6 separate regions of the Mus musculus genome follow, and regions 1, 2, 3, 4 and 6 are each linked to region 5. Evidence: chromatin contacts called from public ChIA-PET, HiChIP or PLAC-seq, Micro-C and promoter capture Hi-C data. All regions are on one chromosome and are shown on one strand. The core of a region is the stretch at or near the end of the contact, and the rest is flanking DNA. Distances in the headings are between cores, read along the strand shown.

Region 1 (3,473 bases), core at 905-3,404, 350 kb before region 5:
ACCGCTAAGCTGTCTCTCCAGCTCTCGAGAACCATTTATTTCTAGGAAACAGATCCCTTGCTCTACTTGCAGATCAAGCTTTTTCCCTGTCCTCACGCCAGCCTTCTTTTCCCCCACGGTTCCACAGAGCATGCTCCATGGAAGCACCCTGCTTCCCAGGGGTGTCCTCAGCAACATTTTTATTCCCGGAGAGAGAGGTAGACTAGTGTCAGGAAGCTCGGGTGCAGGGTGCAGAAAGCAACCTGCCCTGCACTGGGTCCTAACAGCTTTAGGTAGGAGCATGGCTCCTTCTAGTCTGAGAAATGGTTCGGCAGGAGAGAGGCTCCATCAAGAACCTGAAGGCACACCTTGAGGCATCATCCCTTCCCCTTCCCCTGCCCACTCACTCCCAGGACACCAGTGACACAGCAGCACTGTCCACAGAGCTTGCCCCCTTCTCCAAAGGGTGGCATCCAATATGAGAAAAAGTAAAGTCCGCTAGTGAGAAGCATGAATCACTCCAGGTCCCAAGATGCTGACTTCTAACCCGGTTCCCGAAAGGATGTGTGTGTTCAAAAACAGAGACAGAGGTGAAAGGCCTCAGGCTTGCTTCCCTCCAACGGAAGGATGCCTGGCTGGGCTCTGGCCTGGAGTTCTCTAATTAGCAAGTAAATACAGAAGAAGGAGGGCTTACTCAGCACACTGACTGCCAACACCTGACACCCGGGAGCTCCTGGGTATAGGTGGAGGCCAGCATGAGCTACACAGGGAAACATTCAGGAGACAGAAACAGGAAGATCTCTTTTGAGTTTGAAGTCAGCCTGGTCTTAAACTCCAGGACAGCTTGGACCACAAAGGAACCTTGTCTAAAAAAAAAGGGGGGGGGGCCGCTGTGGGGGTGTGGAGAGAGTAAGTAACTCACTGGTAGAGCATCTGCCTAGTGGACAACAGCCCCTGGGCTGCGTCACCAAAATATAACATATAACCCTCTGTCTCCACTAACCCGAGGCAGAAGGCATGGCCACTCCAGTACACACCAGGCATTCACTTCCTGCCTAACCGCACCAAAAGGTTACAACTCTTGTTGTAGTTACCAGCTACAAAATATAATAAAGTAAGTTGTCTACTCTTGGCACAGGGCGAACAGGTGCTCATTCAATATCCGGGATGGTGCAGGCAGGACCCAAGGCTGAGCTGAAATTAAAGGTAAGGACCTCGCAGGCAAGATATTTCTGGGCTCGGCTGCTGAGCATGGTACCATGGCATTAGTCCAGATGCTTGCCCTGCTCCTGGGGTCTCTCACCTGAGCCAACACAGTGGTCATCTCCAGGCCAGTCAAGAGCACAGAATGCCAGGCTCCAACGTTTATCTCCCGTTGGATAAAACTGCCCCCAGCAGGGCAGGTGAGTGTGGGAAAACTGTTCAATTTGAAATGGGCAACCCTGGCCTTCCCACGCACCAACTGCCGAGACCACGGCGATGGAGTGGAAGGGCATGCGGCCGGGCGAACATTGGAAGCCCGGAGCGGCCAGCCTTGCTCTTACTCCGGTGCAGCTCTCACGAGCGCCCGCTGAGCCTCACGCGCAGCACCACGCGTGCAACTGTGCGCACGGCACGCGAAAGGATGGCCGCGTCAGGGAGTGAGGCCCTTGCGAACCAAGAACCAGCACCCAAGTTCCGGGTTCTCGAGCCGTGGGCGGGGCTACACCCGGGGCGGGGCTACCCCGGAGGCGGAGCCTTGGTGTGGCGGGAGGCACAGCCGGGGGTGGGGCTAGCGCGCTGCCCGGGGCGGAGTGCAATGCTGGTGGGGGAGGGGCGCGGGTCGGTGGGGGAGGGGCGCTGAGGCTCGGGCGCGGCCCCGCGGGCCCTTTTTGCGCGCGGCCCGGCCTGCGTTCCGCGGAATCTGCTGCGGCTTGCGTACCGGGCTTACCTTGGGCTTCTCTTCCGACATGGTTGCGCAGCGACGGCGGCGGCAAGCGCAGCGGGAACCGGTGGCACTGGAGCGGGCGAGTCACGCTCTCTGCCCCGCCGCTCTCCCGCCGCAACTGTCGCGGGGCCGCGCTTTATCCCTAAATCCCGGCGCGCTGGTTGGTCGCGCGGAGTCACGTGGTCGGGCGCGTGCACGAGGCGCGCGCCCCGCGCCGCGGGTGCGCGCTGGCCAGCCGCGATTCAGGACGGTTGCGAATGCGTCACGGGGCGGGTCAGGCGCCCGGGTGCGCGCAGAGCCCCGGGGACGCGCGACTCAAGGTCCTAGGCCCAGAGACCCCGGATGTGGGTGCAAGACTGCGCGTCCACGCAGGGAGGCACGGGAGGAGTGGGGGCGCTGTGTGCTAGGTCAGGACCCAGAGGAACGTTTTGGCCCAACCAGTAGCCTCTTCACCACCCACATTTGGGGACTTTTTCTTATATGCAGGCTGCATTTGGGTAAGAGAGGGCAAAGAAACTCAGGCTAACCCTTTCAGGTGGTCCGGAAGACGAATAAGGAGGTTACCAGGCATGGTTTATGGACCACACACTCCTGGAACAGGCCTCTGGCCTTTAATTTGAATGTCACAGGAGGGCTCATGTCTAGAAAAGGCATCCTTTGAGGACACAGAGGATGGCTTCTGTTGGCCCAGAAAGCCAGCACATGCTCCCATTTCATCTTTTTTCATTTGATTTCCTGGATGGGGTGGACCAGCCTCCACAAGGGCCATTCCCAAGATGGCTCTCCAGAAGGACAAGCTCTTCCCCTTCATTCTCACTATCTAGCTGCCTTTCTCCCTCCTTACGTAGTCCCAAAGTAACCACTAGGTGGCTTGGGTGGGTGAGAGTGACAGGCACAGAAAGCTTCCCTTCTGACCTACCATTTGCTGTTTCTGGAATGCTATTGTGGACACTAATAACCCATTTTACACAGCACACCAAGATGCCTAGAAGTTTAATAACATGCCCAAGGAGTCAACTAGATAAGCAAAACAAGGGAAGCTTGAGCTGGAAGATCCATCGGGAGCCCTGGCTAAGGGGTCAAGAGTGTCCTTTCCTTGTATCTTGGCGTGAGTTTTTAGAATGCAGCCCACAGGCCCTCTGTGTCTGTCTGCTAACACCTGCAAATCAGGCCAGTCAGGGCTGACACAGTCACCCACAGTCGTCTCAGGAAGGTGTTGATTGGCCGTGTTCCAGGACCACACAGCAGCCTCCAGAGAAGTGGCGCTCTGTTTGACAGAAGTATGTTTCTGTTCCAAGGAAGGGCCAGCAGACAAGTATCCCCACTTCCTGGTAATACTGCAAAGCTACTAAGCCAAGTGTCTGTGAAGCCAACCTTTTTTAGCCTTTCCCCTGTACACATGACCTTTCTTCGAGAAGTTTGTCAAGGTCTTCCACAAGGACGCATTTGGAACTCATCCCACACCCAGACCAGACCAAGGTATGGATTTTCCTCAAATACAGATCATGGTCATCCTTAGCTGAACATATCTCTGGAATGTCCAGCTCAGACTGTGTAACTGGGAGAC
Region 2 (3,263 bases), core at 512-3,011, 360 kb before region 5:
CAGGACACTGCACTTGGGAGCAGTCTAAGGTCTTCGCTTGGCTCTTTTTGTGATATGACCACAGTCTAATCGTTTTATATCTGTTATTCAACTGCTATAAAAGAAAAACAAGGAGCCTGAAAAACAATAGGGATGAAGAGATGACTCATAGATTTTGTTGCTCTTGCAGAAGATCCAGGTTCTAGTTCAGCACCCACACAAAGACTCACAACCAGCTGTAACTCCAGTCCCTGGGGATCTGATGTCATCTTCTGACATCCACTGGCACAGGCACACATATGACACACTTACCTATGTGTAATCAAAATACTCATAAAAATACACATAAAAAACACATTAAAAAAAAGTTAGACAATGAACCACACTCAAGGTCATATCGCCTCTAAATCTACAGTACAATCAGGTATGCAAGAACACCTTCGCTCTAGCCCAACCTCGGATGTTCTAATTCAACCTGGATGTTCCTGTTGAATCTACCTAATACTAGAGTACATGGTCTTAAACAGAGGACAAACCTTTTATACCATAAAGGAAGAAAAACACTCAGTGGGACTTTTATTGAATTCACAAGGACACGGAAAAAACCTCCCTCCCTCCCTCGCTCCTCGTGCTTTGTACTGCTGGATGCATTTCCATCACTGCTGCCACAGGCTTAAACAATATCCATTGATGACCTCATGGTTTCCATGTGGGCTTGGGCCCAGCCGAGACAGCTGGTTGTTTCAGGGCTGCAACCCAAGTCCATTCAAGTCGCTGGCACAACTCAGTTCCGTATGGCTGTAACACTGGTCCCAGACTAGCTGTCAGCCTGGGGCCACCCTTAGCTCCCTGCCCTTTTTTTTCCTCTTCCAAGAAGCCACAGCAGGTGGAGTCCTTCTCCTCTGTGAACCCCCTGAGCCCCTCGCCAGCCTTCCTATTTTAGAGTTCCCTCTTTAACCAAATTCCTTCTCTCTCTCACACGGAGATGATTCACAACCTTAACTTCAAATTAAGTGACAATACGTTTTGTCTGACGTACGAGTAGAGGCTTTTTGTGGCGGATAAGTTTTTCTCTAATGTGAATACCCTTGGGTAGAAGTGGTCAAAACTTAAACCCCTGTCCCGGAGCTTAAATGCTGTTCCCTCTTTTTTAGATAAAGGGGATGTGTCTCAATCTAGACACAGAGCTGAAAAAGTAAAACAGAGAGAAAAACAGATCCGGATCCAAGGAAACTGTCCGGAGCCCGTGTCCGAGAAACTTTGGTTTTCCCCAGCAACTCGCACCTGCGGCGTGGCCGGGGGTTTGAGGCGTTATCTTGTTTATTTTTAACTTTCTCCCCCAACTCCCCTCGACGGCTCGACCACCTTACGGGGATTACCCGGTACTCGCCCCGCAGCATCAACTGTCGGGAGGGCAGATGCGCAGCACACAGGGGCTTAGGGACCAGACCCGGGTGGCAGGGCCACGGCGGCGCTGCCCCGGCCGGCTTCTGAGCCCAGGGCCAGCCCCGCTGCCGCTGGCTGGGGTGCGCAGGTGACGGCGACAGCCTGGCCTTTTATCCGCACGCGGAATCTCGCAGCCCGGCCCAGTACCCCCGCACCGCACCGCACCGAGCCGAGCCATGCCGGGCCACGCCGCGGGCGACTATGGGGAAGAGGACAGGAAGGCGGCGCCGCCTGACTCACGCTTATACTCGGCCATCAGCCTCTTCAACGCCGTCCCCGCCATACCGCGGAACCTGCGTTCAGCAGCCTCGCCACATCCGCGCCGGTCCCGCCCGCCCGCTCCGACGCCCACGACTGCTTCCGGGTCGCGGGCTCCGGGCGCAAATGCATCCGGGGCGCGCGCGGGTGACGTGGCGCACCCGGGTGCTTCAGACAGGCTCGCTGGGGTTCGCCTCGCGCTCCCCGGGTAATGGCCCGGGTCGACGGAGCTCGGCTTCCAGAATCTTCTCGGCCGGCCACACCCTCAGCATTGAAGGTTTCCTACGCCGCCGTGAGGCTTTGCGCAGCTCGCCCTGCGGCCCTTTAGTCTTGAAAAATAGTGCGAGAGCTAATGGCTCATCATGGATTGTTCCTGAATGAGACTCATGTCCTTGCGCTTGGGCTCGCCCCTCAGAAGTGGCTGTCCAGATCGTGAAACTTTCCCCTTGTAGGCATGAATGTCCTAGAACTCATTATTTAGCCCAGGCCGGCCTCGAATTCACAGAGATGCCACCTGCCTACCTCTGTCTCCCAAGTGCCACTACACCTGGTTTTTGAGGCCCAGGTGATTTGAGATGACACTTCTAGCAAGAGAAAGAGTACCTTGGTTTCACAAAGGAAGGATAAAGTTCCCGGGCCATATCCCATCCTCTCTGGCCAAAAAAACTCAGACTCTGCCAAGTAAGCTGTACTTCCTCATCATACGGAACTGCCAGATAGATGCTTGGTATTTTCTTAGGTGCACCACTGCCTTCGCTAAGTGGACATGAGGGATACAGCTCGGGACGTGGCTCTCCGAAAAAAGGGGCTTTCAGGACTAGGTGTAGGGACAAAGAGAAAGTTCCTGCTGGGACCCTGAGTATAAGAAGCTGAACTCAAAAGATTTGAGGCATTAGATTCATCACATTTGTCGTTTTAAAAAAGAATATTAAGGGGGCTGAAGAGATGGCTCAGCGGTTAAGAGCACTGACTGCTCTTCTGGAGGTCCTGAGTTCAAATCCCAACAACCACATGGTGGCTCACAACCATTTGTCACGAGATCTAATTCCCTCTTCTGGTGTCTGAAGACAGCTACAGTGTACTTACATACAATAAATAAATCTTTTAAAAAAATATATTAGAGCCAGGCAGTGGTGGTGCACACCTTTAATCCCAGCACTTGGGAGGCAGAGGCAGGCCGATTTCTGAGTTCGAGACCAGCCTGGTCAACTGAGTGAGTTCCAGGACAGCCAGGGCTACACAGAGAAACCCTATCTTGAGAAAGAAAAAAAATATTAGGATGCTACTCCAATTACATGTAAGGTTAAAAAAAAAAAAAATCCCACACGCATAACCCTCCCAAGCATGCCCCACCCACAAGTCAAAAGGAGGCCTCGAGGACACACTGCTCCTCCTGCTGTTGCCTGTAGAAGCATAAGTTAGTCTAACACATCCAAATGATGTGGCAGCCCCGATTCCCTGCGACAGTTTGAATGTGAGTCGTGCCCACATGTTTGCTGGTCAGGGTGGAACCTCCACTAGCTGGATAGGGGTGAATTTTGAGATTAGGATTAGCTTAGTTTCTAGTTCTCTCTGCTTCC
Region 3 (3,032 bases), core at 431-2,930, 300 kb after region 5:
ATGCCCTCCTCCAAATTTCCGCCCTCCTCTCTACCATAGCACAGGGCTAAGGTGTAGTAATGTGCGATAAGGCTGTCCATATGCTCTCTAGATTCTCCAGGTAAAGGTTCGTGATTTGCTGCAGCTGCACTTAGCTGCTGGGTAAGGCTTTTGACAGCTCCTGCTTGCCCGGACCCAGGCCCTTTCTTTTCAGAGGTTGTCATTGAATCACACAGGTTATGTTTGAAGACAAATAAGAGCACACTCCTTTCTGACTCATCGATCCCAAGTGACTACTGTATATGTCTGCTACAGGGGACCAGGACTTTTCCCTTCAGAGTGGATTCCAGGACATCATACTCACAGGACTCTGGGCATTCCCAAGAGCTACTTGGTTACTATGGTGAGGTTTCAGACCTACGGAGTCTTCCTGACTCTACCATAGAGATCGTGATTGTAACAGGTGGAGGGATGAGGGGACAGAGCTATGTATACACCCCTTTGCATGTATGATATATCGTTATTGGCACCGAAGTGAGTCATTGGTGGGTTTGAGGCTCAGGGCGGGATGAGTTTTGTCATCTCAGCTAGAATGTCACCCTCAACCCACTTCTCTGCTCACCCGTCTGTTCATATGACAACAAAGAAGCAACTCTGTTTCCCAGAGATGCTTCTCGAAAGTCTGGAGGTAAACATGTGGATCACTCTCTCCACCTATGAAGGGCAAAGCTTGATTTCCAAGTCCAAAGAGGCCTTCTCTGGCTGGTTCAGGTTGCTTCAGGAAGCCAGGAAGGATGACCCTGGGCTCCTGGGTATCTAGGTACTGATGGAAGGCAGAGTTCCCAGGACTCGCAGCTTCTATCAGTACTGGAATTACAAGTTGGCCTGGTTCCTTTACCTTCGTGGTGTGCAGAAAGGAATAAGCCTAAGCTAATAGAGAGCAATCAGATGAAGGAAGTTTAGTCCGATGAAAACGATAGTTAATTGACACAAAATAGAGCAGGACACCTCTGAGGAAAGGTGCACAAAAGATAACAACAACAACAACAACAACATGACATGTTTTCCCACAGCCACTACCACAGCCAGTTCTTCCATCGGCTTTGAATCGCTTGTGGACAGGTGTGCAGGCCCAGAACCTAAACACAAGTTCTACAGTCTGGGCTGTGTTGGCTTTCAAAGGCTTCCAAGCAGAGAGGGGCACCCGCGAAGGGCTGCGGTCAACGGATCAGGCCCACATAGTCGCGAAGGCTGTGGGTCCAACTGACCTCCCTAGAATATCAGCGCGTGCGAGACTGGGTGTCTGCAGTCTCCCGCTAGCTGCGTGTGCCAAACACTTGCAGAGGATGCAGGCCCCGCAGCCATCTCACAACCAAGCATCCACTCCCTTCCCTCTAGCCTTCTGGAGGCCCCGCCCCAGGCCCGGCCCTGGCCCCGCCCCGTACTGTCCCCGCCCCCGCCAGTTGACTAACCTTTCCAGAAGCCCCGCCTCCTCCCAGCCCCAGAGTGGGGCCCCGCCCAACCCTAACCGCCCTTCGACGCTAAACGGCTTCTAGCCGGAGAGCTTTCCGTGCCCTGATTGGCTGTGATGGTCACCGTTTCGCAGCTCCATTGGCTCCCGGCGCCCGCTTTCTCAGGCCCTGCCCTTGAGCGGGGGCGGGGCCAGAGGCGGCGGGCTGCGCAGGAGTGGCTGGTTGCACGGAGGGGGCGGGTCCTCGCCGCGCGCAGTGCTTCGGCCAGAGCTCGAGGCGCTGCTTACCGTCGCCTGAGCTAGGAGACGCCGCGGCCGCCGCTGGGTCGCATCGGGCTTCGCGTCGCGCCGTGTACGCCTCCTCTGCCCCACCCGACCGGCAGCATAGGCTCTACCTGGTCCGCGGCCTCCCTGTCCGCGGCGGGGCAGGTGAGTGAGTGGCGGCGGGTTGAAGTGTGTGTGGGGGGGTCCAGCGCGGAGGTAGCTCGCATGCCGCGTCCCAGGCCGGCCGAGACCCCTCCAAAGGCCAGAGGACCGGACAGTTCGCAGTCAGAAAACTTCATTCGAGCTGGGGTGTTGGGGATCCTGGGGGAAGGGTTGAGGTTGGCGATCTCAGTACTAGGGCCGGGATCCTAGGCTGAGGCGAGGGTCCCAAGCTGAGGCGAGGATTCCAGGCTGAGGTGAGGGTCCCAGGCTGAGGGCGGAGGTCCTGGGAGAGAATAGGGGGTACCAGGTTGAGGGCGGGGGTCCCGGGCTGAAGGTAGGGGTCCCAGGCCAAGACCAAGGTCCTAGGCTGAGGGCGGGGATCTAGGACTGAGTACCGAGCTCTGAGGGCTCAAGGCTGAGGTTCCAGGGCTTAGTGCAGAGTCCCAGGCTTAAAGCAGGGTGGGGGTATCCCAGGCCAAAGCGATGGTCGGAGGACTGAAGATGGGAATCCCAGAGGCATGTGTATCAGGCTGAGCAAAGGGTCAAGGGAAGCAGCTTCCCAGGCTGTGACCGGGGTCCTAGGCTGAGGCAGGAATTACTTAGAGAGAGGGAGAAAGAGGTGGGTGGGTGGGTGGGGAAGTGTGGGGCCGAGGGTCGGGCTCCCGGAATAGAGTAGTTCTTGATAGCCCCTTGGGCTTGGAGCTGGGGCCAGAACAGGGTCCTAGACAGAAGTTTCCAGTGAGGGGCTCACTCTCCAGCTCTGCATGGTCTTGCCTGTTCTTGGATTCAGGCACGGCCTAGGGTCCTTGTGAAAGTCTGACGGTAACTGGCCCTGGCCTACGTCGGGGGTCGGGGTAGAGCCACTCAGGAAAACCCAGGCCTCTTTACTCCCTCCCTAAATTCAGAAGTTGTTAGTGGGCACATTACGCTGCAGGCTTTCGGGTCAACACACAATAGCTGTGATCTCACTGGGACTTGCAAGGCTTAGACGGATGTCTTGTGATTGAGACGAGCTGGGGAGGAAAAAAAAAGGAAGCCCAGAGGATGGATGTGGGGCGAGGGCAGGGTGCGGCCTTTTCTCCTCTCCCCTCCACCGTGGTCTTCTGTTTTCTTCTTTCCTCTCAGTTCTCCTCAGGTTTTCCCCGCACCATTCATT
Region 4 (3,186 bases), core at 268-2,767, 460 kb after region 5:
CTCCTAGCTTTTGTGCACTATTTTGACTACTAGAACAACAGTTCTGGAATATCCAGCTCCCCCAGAAAGCATGTCCCCTTGCACCCAGACATCCCTTTCCATGGTGGACAGTGTCCAATCCTTCTTACTCGTAGCACGTCCCCACATGGGATTCTCTACAGATTAGCCCACAGTTCCTATGATGGCAATGCCACACAGGACCATTCTCTCCTCTTGGTTCTTGAGCCCATGCTTTGCCTCCACAGGGATCAACAGCAGCTCTAGCATTCCGAGAGTTTGGTTAAAATAGTGAGAAAAGCAGGTCAGACTTTGAAAGAGGTTATTTTTCCATGGCAGAAAGTCAGGTGGCCCTGCCCCAAGCAACAGACCGTGATGGAAGCTTCCTGGAGCTGTCCTGTGGGCTGGGACAGGCTGGGGCCAGTGATCCAGGTGATCATATACCCCACAGTCATTGACATCCAAATGCAGAATGGTGGAGGCCATGCCAGGGGCTTCTCCAAGTGTCCTACCTCATAAACCAATGTGGCAGTGCTGTGTTCTTAGGCAGGGGCATTACTTCCTGTCCATCTGTGGCAGGGTCTCCTTGAGGCCTTAAGTGCAGGGGTGACTCTCTCTCCTTGTTTATCTAGAAAGCATCTGACTGTCTGCCTTGCTCCTAGGCAGTTGGCTAATTGAGCTCAGCTCCATTTCTGATCCCCCTGGTCAGCTAGGCATAGAGAAGCTGGACAACCCAACAGACACATGTTCTGGCTGAGAGCCTCAGCTCTCCCTGGGGCAGGGGACGACTCGGTCGGTGCCCTGGTGCACACAGGCCCTGGTACCACCCCACACTGTAAACGCTTTACTTCTCCCTCACGCCAGCCCCAGAGTGCCTTGTGACATCATCTCTCTGTGATTTTTTTCCCTACAGGAAGTTGGAAGCATCATCGGGAAGGTAATTATTGAGTGACTTGTGTCTTTCTTGGTTCTCTAGAAGCTGACAGACAGAGACAGCAGTAGCCCCTGGTGCTGACTAGCCCCAGCAGTTACACAGGCCCTCACTGGCACTATCCTAGAGGAAGTCAGAGTCCCAGGAAGCTCTGCCCTGGCAGCTCTGTCTATGCCCCTCCCTTCCTGAACCTACTGTACTGTGAGTCTTGCCGTTGGCTCTGGGTGCATCTCACACACACACACACACACACACACACACACACACACACACACACACACACACACACACGTACGTGTTCTTCCTCGGCCCTGGCAGGGCCCCCGCTGGGCACTTTGAAGCTTCCTGTTCCCACTTCGGTGCCTGGTACCTCTGGGTTTCAGACATAGGAAGCATTACTGTCCTCCTCTCAATACAACGAAAGCGAAAGCTGCTTCCCAGAGTAGGGGAGTGCAGGGGGATCAAAAGCTCACTGCCGTGTGAAAGAGGAGAGACTGCCCTCCTGGATGCTGTCTGTATTTTGGTTATCTCGTAACCCTAGCTCCTGCCAGGCATCACACCTGCTACTGGATCTGTAGCGCTGTCATAACAACGGGCCTGAGTCTGATCAAAGCTCACCCACGTGACCAGCTCCACCTCTGGGTGACTGTACCTCCCTTCCCATGCCTCGGCTTATTCATCTGTGGTGCCCCTGGATTGTGGGCCCCAGTGAGTAAAGAGACCAGCTAACTCACGGGGGCTGGCAAGGACAGGGAGCAGACCAGAGGTAGGCAGCCCCCGCACCCCCCACTAGCAGCCAGGGCTAGGCTGTGTCAGGCGCAGGGACCCTCTGTGCCCCTGGCAGTGACAGACTTCCTTATGTGTCTCCATTCCAGAAAGGAGAAACAGTAAAGAAGATGCGTGAAGAGGTGAGTGTGCTCTGCCCTAAATGTTATCCCCTCCCCAGGTCAGGTTGGCCAGCCCTAGGGGGTGGAGAATGGTACTGCTGTGGCTCTCATGGACCTGCCCTTGTATCAGGGATGCTAGGCAACGAGGGGCAATCCTCTCTGACATGCTACACAAACAGCATCCAGCTTGTTGAGGCCATAAGCTCTCCTAGGGACCACTGGACCTCATACTAATTAAAATTCTAGCCAGGTGGTGGTAAGGAATTGCAGCACTCGGGAGGCAGAGGCAGGCGGATCTCTTGAGTTTGAAGCTAGCCTGGTCTACAGAGTGAGTTCTGGGAGAGCCAGGGCTACACAGAGAAAACCTGTGTTATAACAACAAAAACCTACTCTGGGAATGCATGATGATACATGCTTGTAACCCCAGCACCAGGGAAACAGAGACAGGGGCCGAAGAACAGAAGTTCGAGGCTGTTCTCCATTACACAGGGAGTTTAAGGCCAGCTTGGTTGCATGAGACCCTGTCTTAAAAGACAAAAACAAAACCTTAGGATTTCCAATTTGATGAGGATTCCTGGCAAGGATTTCACTGTTTAGAATGAGATTTTTTATTTTTTTAAAGCATGCTTCATTTCTAGTGTCTGTGCCTAAAGTTGTGTGCAAGCTTGGAAAAACCAGGCCCACATGAGATAGCTTTCATCTCCCACCAGCTACCTTTTCTCTCCTCTCACCTTAGAGTGGCGCCAGGATCAACATCTCAGAGGGAAACTGCCCAGAGAGAATCGTTACAATCACAGGCCCAACTGACGCCATCTTCAAGGCCTTTGCTATGATCGCGTACAAGTTTGAGGAGGTAAGGCACAGGTTGGCACGTTTGTGAGACCCAGTCCCAGCCGTAGCCTGTCCATCACTTTGCCTCACTGGTTGAGGCACTGGCTTGCTTTGTGATAAGGTGGCCTTAAGAGTTCTAGTCACCTTCAATACCCTGCCTCTGTCCAGCTTGTGAGGACCAGTGTCCTCCCTGTCTCCTAAAGTTCATCCTCGTGGTTTCCCAGGCACCATGGGTAACCTCAGAACACAGGCCTCCCGCCTCCCAACACAGCTGCGGGTGTGTCTCTTAGGCTGTGTTCACACCTTCAGGGCCTGGCTGGCACAACTCTGGTTTCAGCTGCAGTGCCCCCCACCCCAAGAGTGTCTTAGCTAGAGACAGAAGGACATTTTTATGTTGGGACACATTCACATCTACATACGTATATCCACATACATGTATAATATATCCACATCTACATACATGTGTAATATAATATATCCACATACATGTGTTGTAATCTATCCACATACATCTGTAATACTTCTATGTGCTCTTCATGG
Region 5 (3,074 bases), core at 368-2,867:
CAGAAGGACCGAGTGGAACGTGCCAGGGCAGGCTGGACCGGGCAGCCAGCTGTCCACATCAGAAAAGCCTCCCAGACTGATGCCCGCCTCACCTGCAATGAACTGCTCATACTCTATAACGGGGATGTTTTTATTGAGACTCGGGAGGTCAAAAAACTCGGACCAGGGAATCCGGACCTGGTGGATGTCAGGGCTTTGCCAGTGGTAGAGGCGGCCCCACGGGGGCAGGACTAGCACCCACTCTTCAGTCTTCAACAGCGTCTTCAGCAAGGATGCCACCCGGATATAGACATCCCTGCGGAGATTGAAGCCTTCTGGGGGGTTGACATCATACAGGAGGTACCTGAGAAGGGAGCAAGACATAGGCCGTGTGTGAACTGTGGGGAATCTTCATGGGGCACCCACACCCGGCTTACAGAGAGGGCAGTGACTATACAATGACCAGCAGAGCTCATAAGTGCCAACAGCAGATTCACACTCTCTGACAAATCAGAATGTAAACGGAACCTCAGCGGCTGAGCCTGAGAATCGGTTTCACAGCCATTCCCACAGTGTCTCATCCAAAGACTCCTTGACTCCTTCACAGTCTGAACAAAATTAATGAGATGCCCAAAGGCCAGTTGTTTACTCAGGGGGGGCCAAACCTTTGACAATGAGGCATGACGCTGTCTGTCATCAATAATTCATCGCTATTCTGAGATGTATGTGGTCAATGGGCACAGGTTGGACAAATCTGGTTTATAAATTAAATCTACTGACAGTTCCTGTGTTGGAAGCTAAAGCTAGAAGTATTCATCCATTCACTGAAAAATAACAACAGTCTCGTTATATTAACAAAGATTATTTTAAATGAAAAATATGCATTTTCAAAATAAAAACAGTGAAAAGGATAGGATGATAATATTCTGATTAAGCCTCACTGTGATATTACAGGTCCGGTTGGCTGGCCGGTGGAAAAACTCCACAGTACACTAATGACATCTGAGAAAGTCAAAGTGACGAAGAATCTCCCTCCGTGAAAACGGTTCTAAAACTTTATTTAAGGCTTCGCCAAAGCAAGATTCCTTTCTACGGAATCGCGGGCAGGCTTCAGTCCCGTCATCACTGGGTTTGTCGGCACCAGACCCCTGGTTTACCCTCCCTCCAGTTTGGGGAAGAGCGGCCGCGGAAGAAGCGCCATCTCCACGACAGCCCACACGAACTTCTGTCTCGCTGGAACTTAAGATCGGCCTCGGGACAGCGTGCCTGAGGTGGCCAGAGCCGGGCTCCACCTACGCTCCCGGACCTTCTGGTAGCGATCTCTCGGGAGTAGACGGCCAGCTCAGCCCAAGGCCAGGGCGACCTTCGCCACGCAGCCTTCGCTCCTGCAGCCTGCGTGCGCAGCCCCGGTCCCGCTGCCCCCAGCCCGCTGCTGACCCTGTCCCAGATGCCTCGCTCCGCCCGGCCGGCGTGGACGCGCTTACCGTCTGCGGGATGCCGCCCCCGACAGGATGTCCGCCGCCGACTGGCCAGGCCAGAATTCTTCTCCTGAAGCCGAGACCGGCCGCCAGGATGCCGCTGCCAGCAGCAGGCAGACGACGCTGAGCGCCGCCATGGCCCCGGCGGCCACGCACTTCCGGCTGCCGCGCCCCGGTCCGGAAGTGCGCCTGTCCGCCCCACGGAGCGCGTCTCCAGTAGCTACGGCAACGCGGCCAGACCCACGGTGCGCACGCGCCTCTCTTCGTCTGAGTAGGAGTATGTGGGCGTGACCAGGGGTGGGTCCTGGGGAATGGGCGTGTCCTCAGCGCAGTCACGCCCTTCCCAAGCTCTCCTGGTTGTACTTTCAGCTGAGGGCGCTGCGGTGGCCTGGCTCGGTTGAGTCTTAGAGTCGTCGGCTTTGCGAGGTGCGCTATTTGTCCCGAGGGCAGAGAGAATTCGCTTGGTCTCATCCGGGACTTGCTGAGCATCACGACGCCAGGCATTCCTGTTGCCGGGTGTTGTACGGTCCCGGGATGTGGGCGGAGCTGGCCGCAGGTCTGGTCCTGCAGGACAGAGCCAGAGGACAGAGCACTGGCCTCCAGGAGTGGGGATGGATGCAGGACCTGAAGGTGCTCTCCGTTCCGTGTAGGGCTCTAGCGCTGGAGCAGCGAGCAGCTTAGGAGTCAGAGGACCAGGTGCCCCACGGAGCTCTGAGCTTTCCTGAAAATACTTGTGAGTGACTGTGGCTTTTTTTTTTTCTTTTTTAAAAGTTGCATCGCAGTGGAAGTGTCTAGAACCAAGTGTTTGTACAGACCCCATTGAAGTGGTGTTAACTGATGGAGTTAGTATTACATACAGATTCCGAAGCAGACAGCCACATACTCTGCACGCTACTACTGTATGCTGTAACAGTCGGATATCTGATAAAAACAAGAGAGTCACAGGTGGCCAGAAAGCATAGCATTAAAGAGATAGTTGAGCTTCATCAAAAAGTAAAACCTAGTCTTTGTCTTTTTTTTTTAAGATTTATTTTATGTATATGAGTACATTGTGGCTGTCCTCAGACACACCAGAAGAGGGCATCAGATCCCATTACAGATGGTTGTGAGACTCCATATGGTTGCTGGGAATTGAATTCAGGACCTCTGGAAGAGCAGTCATTGCTCTTAGCTACTGAGCCACGTCTCCAGCCCCAAAACCTAGTCTTTGAAAGGCAGGGGTAGGAAAAAGAAAAGACAGAGCCTGGGAGAAAGCACCCAGATTATAATAATTACCCTAACAGGGGCTGGAGAGATAGCTCAGCAGTTAAGAGCACTGACTATTCTTCCGGAGGTCCCAAGTTCAAATCCCAGCAACCACATGGTGGCTCAAAACCATCTGTAATGAGATCTGATGCCCTCTTCTGGGGGTGTCTGAAGACAGCTACAGTATACTTACATTTAATTAATAAATTTTTTTAATTACCCTAACAGAGGACTTGTGTCCAATCGTGGAGAGATCTTTAAAGTCCGGGAGTACCTTGGGAGCTGGAGAGAGGGCTCAGCGGTTAAGAGCACTGACTGCTCTTCCAGAGGTCTTGAGTTCAATTCTCAGCAACCACATGGTGGCTCATAACC
Region 6 (3,170 bases), core at 43-2,542, 270 kb before region 5:
CTCCTCATGGGAGTGAGTTTTGAAGGGAATTTTGAGTCATTATTGACTGCAGACATTTGGAGTTTGCAGAGCCAGTCAGCCCACCCTCTCATTTCCCCAGAGTTCAGTGGCCTCCCCAGTTCACACCCTTTCTCCATAGAGAGCAGAAGGCTTCCTCCCAAGCTGTGTATCAAAGATAGCCCCCGGCCCCCTGCAGCACTTCCTGCAAAGGATGATTGCATGGTTCCTCCACAATCGCAGTGAACACAATTCACCCCAGCCTAATGCATGCCTGCGGCAAGACTGTGTCCACATATGTCAACAGAGAAATGTTGGAGAAAGGAGGAGATAGGAAACTTGGGCCTCTCCAGCCCTAACTAACCCTCAGGACTTGCTCATTTTACTCCTGCTTATGGCAGCAGTCAACAATCTCTCATCTGCTCACTCACTGGTGGATGTAGAAAGGGTGTCTGTCACCTGACACCTTCCCCCTATCTGGGATATGACCCTGTGGTTGCTGGCCCCAGGCCTGGCCACTATGGTATGTGGGTGGGATTCTTGGGTAGAGGACTTCCTTATTATCTGCTATGCTGTAAGCTGGGCTGGGCATTTTGGAGCCCAGGTTCCAGAGACTTGCAGGGTAGACTGAGAATCACCCCCCCCCCCACACACACATACACACTCCCCACACGCCATTTTAAAGCAGATGGGGACAATGGACATCTCAGCAGCTCCTTCTCTTGCTCATTACCTCCAATCTGACACTCACCTTCATGACCATAAGTATCTACTTCCATTCATAGTAGGTGGGTGTCAGTATGTGACCCCTTCCCTCCCACAATCTGTCCCAGCCACCTCCACCACCACCCCTACCCCTTATCATAGCTGACCTTCCTCAGTCCCGGGCATCCACGACTATCACAGAGAGAGAATCAACACAGTCGGCTGCCTGCTGACCCACAGTTACAGATGTTCCCAGCGCTCCTGAAACTCTGCTCAGCTGTGGTACCAGGCCTCCCATCCCTGGACGTCAGTCAGGAGAGTCTGAATAGCCAGAAGCCACATGTACAAGACCATTTTTTTGACAGATAGGCAAGGTGAGAGATGGGGAAAGGCCACCAGTGCCTGTCGGGCTGGAGTCATAAAGAGAAATTCCACCGGAAGAGCCCACTTCTGAGGTGTTTCCCATAAGAGCTACCTGAACACAGGAGCCCTGCACTCACCCCCTCTCAGTCCCAGGAAGCCTCCACTCCGAGAATCTGACTGGAGATGTCTTTGCCTACTTCTTGCCAGCTGGCTGTGTGGTTGTGTCTAAAGAACACAGCCGCTGAGGCCCCCCCGCCTGACACTTCCTGTTCTAAGTCAGCGCCCAGGAGGAAGTTGAGTGACATTTGGCTGATTGGCCCACATGTGGGTATCACCTCAGCCCCTTTACACGTGGGACGTTAGAGAAGAGACACTGAGAGAGGGAGGGGCTTGTAGGCGATGACAAGCTTTTACGGCAAGAGTGGAGGGGCTACTGTTGGAAGCAGCAGCCATTGATAGCATCGAGGGGCTCTCTCACATGTCAAGAAGAGGTAGGGATTCATGGACCAGCAGGCGGAAGCAGAGGCTGATTGTGTGGGTTCTCAGTCTGGGAGAAGGACCCAGCTACAAGTGGATGGGCTGAGGTGGTAGCCCACTCGAGGAAGCAGGCGAATGGGAAGAAGGAGGCAGGGGAAGGTCCTGGGCAGAGAAATGGGGCAGAGTGGGGCATGGAGGGATGTGTTAAGTAACACTGTAGGAGCTCAATCACAAAGTTAGTGGTGAACAAAACCCCACCTGACTAGTTGCAAGAGGAGAGAGGGCAGAAAGAGAGACACCAAAGGGAGTTGGGAACCTTTAGCATAAGATTTGAGATGTCAGCCTTGTTGAGAAACAGTTAATTCTTTCCGCAACAATGTTTCATGGTTACATCCCACTACCTGCATCTTTAGAGTTACATGCTGAAATGCTCGCAAATGGTAGAAAAACATGGCAGATTTTCTTCCTTGTAATCAGGATGGGGGTTGGAGGTGGGTGTGGATACAAGACAGAGGCCAGGAGGTGACCACAGCGGAGGGTTGGGGGGGGGGGTGTTGGCTGAAGACCTGGGTGTTCATGTGTTACTCTTTCTTCGTGTAGTATGCTTGGTAGAATTTTTAAAGACATAGTTACATGAAGATAAAGCTGTGGAGTGGGGACATCAGCTATGCAGGACATCCTGGTGATAATGGTTGAGAGGGTTACAAGAAGTTAATAGCCCTGAACCTTTATGCATATTTTCTATATCTTCTCACAGTTGAAAAAAAATGTGCAAAAGATGCCAACTGTTGAAAGAACATTGTTGGAAAGCAGGTGTATCAGTTCACACTTGTAATACCAGAATGTAGGATGCTGATGCGGGAGGACCACTGGCTCAGTGGTTAAGAGCACTGACTGCTCTTCCAGAGATCCTGAGTTCAAATCCCAGCAACCACATGGTGGCTCACAACCATCTGTAATTGGATCCGATGACCTCTTCTGGTGTGTCTGAAGATAGCTACAGTGTACTCATGTACATAAAAAAAACAAATACATCTTTTTTTTAAAAAAAAAAAAAAAAAAGGAGGACCGCTGTGAATTCAAGACCAGCCAGGCAGAACTGTAAGATCCTAGCTCATAAAGGACGGGGAACGGGGGACAAAAGTCAAGAATGAAAGACCTGCACATACTTGTAGAAAATACTAACAAACACCACCAAATATCAGAAAGGCATAGTTCAGAGGCCAGGGAGATAGCTCAGAGGGTAAAGTGCTTGCAACACAAACTTGATGACGTGAGCTCAGCACCCCATTGGGCATGCGCAAAGCTGGGTGTGGCTGTGTGTGCCTGGTACTCCAGAGCTGGAGATATGGACTATTGTCCTCTTGGATCTTTGATGCTCACTGGTCAGCCAGTCTAGCTCATCGGTAAGCTCTGAGCTCAGCAAAGAGATCCTGTCTCAAAAAATGAGGCAGAGGGCAATTGAGGAAGACCCCTGGCTTCCACGAGAGCATGCATGCACAAGCCAGCTCCCTCACAAACAGACAAACGTGGGCATACGCCACAGCACTCACAAAGACACCACAATCTTGATCACTTTTCAATACACTCAAAAGGAAAACTGAGACTGGAGCAAACCGATGGAGCCA

What was found. Promoter capture Hi-C pulls out the DNA fragments that hold promoters and counts their contacts. Hi-C and Micro-C count contacts between places; a contact is called where the count stands out from the background. ChIA-PET counts read pairs in DNA pulled down with a chosen protein or histone mark. HiChIP or PLAC-seq counts read pairs in DNA pulled down with a chosen protein or histone mark.
Region 1: a contact with region 5 is called in an H3K27ac HiChIP or PLAC-seq map of extraembryonic endoderm stem cells, with 2.8 times the contacts expected there. The contact joins the promoter of Sumo3 here to the promoter of Pofut2 in region 5. A contact is called at or near these places in 10 of 39 promoter capture datasets (the 3T3-L1 cell line, 3T3-L1-derived adipocytes, the C10 cell line and 7 more), 5 of 484 Hi-C or Micro-C datasets (B cells, the G1E-ER4 cell line, embryonic stem cells and 2 more), 4 of 115 datasets of contacts at active chromatin or transcription factors (bone marrow-derived macrophages, epiblast stem cells, extraembryonic endoderm stem cells and 1 more) and 2 of 9 other capture datasets (liver and pancreatic islet).
Region 2: a contact with region 5 is called in an RNA polymerase II ChIA-PET map of memory CD8 T cells, with 54 read pairs. The contact joins the promoter of Ube2g2 here to the promoter of Pofut2 in region 5. A contact is called at or near these places in 6 of 39 promoter capture datasets (the C10 cell line, cranial neural crest, frontonasal cranial neural crest and 2 more), 7 of 484 Hi-C or Micro-C datasets (CD4 T cells, CD8 T cells, the G1E-ER4 cell line and 4 more), 4 of 115 datasets of contacts at active chromatin or transcription factors (extraembryonic endoderm stem cells, memory CD8 T cells, microglia and 1 more) and 3 of 9 other capture datasets (embryonic stem cells, liver and macrophages).
Region 3: a Micro-C map of embryonic stem cells shows a contact between it and region 5, with 4 times the contacts expected there. The contact joins the promoter of Pcbp3 here to the promoter of Pofut2 in region 5. A contact is called at or near these places in 6 of 39 promoter capture datasets (the 3T3-L1 cell line, the SN4741 cell line, hippocampal neurons and 2 more), 15 of 484 Hi-C or Micro-C datasets (CD4 T cells, CD8 T cells, LSK cells and 7 more) and 1 of 115 datasets of contacts at active chromatin or transcription factors (embryonic stem cells).
Region 4: an RNA polymerase II ChIA-PET map of memory CD8 T cells shows a contact between it and region 5, with 8 read pairs. The contact joins the enhancer-like site here to the promoter of Pofut2 in region 5. A contact is called at or near these places in 11 of 39 promoter capture datasets (the 3T3-L1 cell line, the C10 cell line, the SN4741 cell line and 6 more), 1 of 15 datasets of contacts at CTCF or cohesin (the NIH/3T3 cell line), 1 of 484 Hi-C or Micro-C datasets (the HL-1 cell line), 6 of 115 datasets of contacts at active chromatin or transcription factors (embryonic forebrain, embryonic hindbrain, forebrain and 3 more) and 1 of 9 other capture datasets (embryonic stem cells).
Region 6: a contact with region 5 is called in a promoter capture Hi-C map of pre-B cells. The contact joins the promoter of Itgb2 here to the promoter of Pofut2 in region 5. A contact is called at or near these places in 14 of 39 promoter capture datasets (the C10 cell line, the HPC-7 cell line, the SN4741 cell line and 9 more), 4 of 115 datasets of contacts at active chromatin or transcription factors (bone marrow-derived dendritic cells, craniofacial prominence, effector CD8 T cells and 1 more) and 2 of 9 other capture datasets (adipose tissue and liver).

Annotation. Positions count from the first base shown.
Region 1 is chr10:77,604,778-77,608,250 of GRCm38.p6, reverse strand. It overlaps Sumo3 (small ubiquitin-like modifier 3), which reads right to left and starts at 2,154. Exons shown (of 4, transcript NM_019929.4): 1 at 1,910-2,154. The coding sequence starts at 1,930.
Region 2 is chr10:77,620,819-77,624,081 of GRCm38.p6, reverse strand. It overlaps Ube2g2 (ubiquitin-conjugating enzyme E2G 2), which reads right to left and starts at 1,761. Exons shown (of 6, transcript NM_019803.3): 1 at 1,666-1,761. The coding sequence starts at 1,708.
Region 3 is chr10:76,960,595-76,963,626 of GRCm38.p6, reverse strand. Pcbp3 (poly(rC) binding protein 3) reads left to right here and starts at 1,680. Exons shown (of 16, transcript NM_021568.2): 1 at 1,680-1,879. It overlaps Gm35664 (a long non-coding RNA gene), which reads right to left and starts at 1,486. Exons shown (of 2, transcript XR_380584.1): 1 at 1,452-1,486; 2 at 1,025-1,251.
Region 4 is chr10:76,797,277-76,800,462 of GRCm38.p6, reverse strand. Pcbp3 (poly(rC) binding protein 3) reads left to right here. Exons shown (of 16, transcript NM_021568.2): 5 at 911-934; 6 at 1,804-1,836; 7 at 2,552-2,668. Among named protein-coding and RNA genes, the nearest start is that of Col6a1, 73 kb to the right of the region's middle. Within about 2 kb of position 1,517, at least 52 of the 459 cell types and tissues checked have an H3K27ac peak or open chromatin away from gene starts, as enhancers often do. A contact at or near this core is called in memory CD8 T cells, where this site is marked.
Region 5 is chr10:77,257,843-77,260,916 of GRCm38.p6, reverse strand. It overlaps Pofut2 (protein O-fucosyltransferase 2), which reads right to left and starts at 1,617. Exons shown (of 9, transcript NM_030262.3): 1 at 1,464-1,617; 2 at 93-343. The coding sequence starts at 1,594. It overlaps Gm10941 (predicted gene 10941), which reads left to right and starts at 1,694. Exons shown (of 2, transcript NR_026944.1): 1 at 1,694-2,190; 2 at 2,931-3,074.
Region 6 is chr10:77,528,492-77,531,661 of GRCm38.p6, reverse strand. Itgb2 (integrin beta 2) reads right to left here and starts at 1,292. Exons shown (of 16, transcript NM_008404.5): 1 at 1,203-1,292.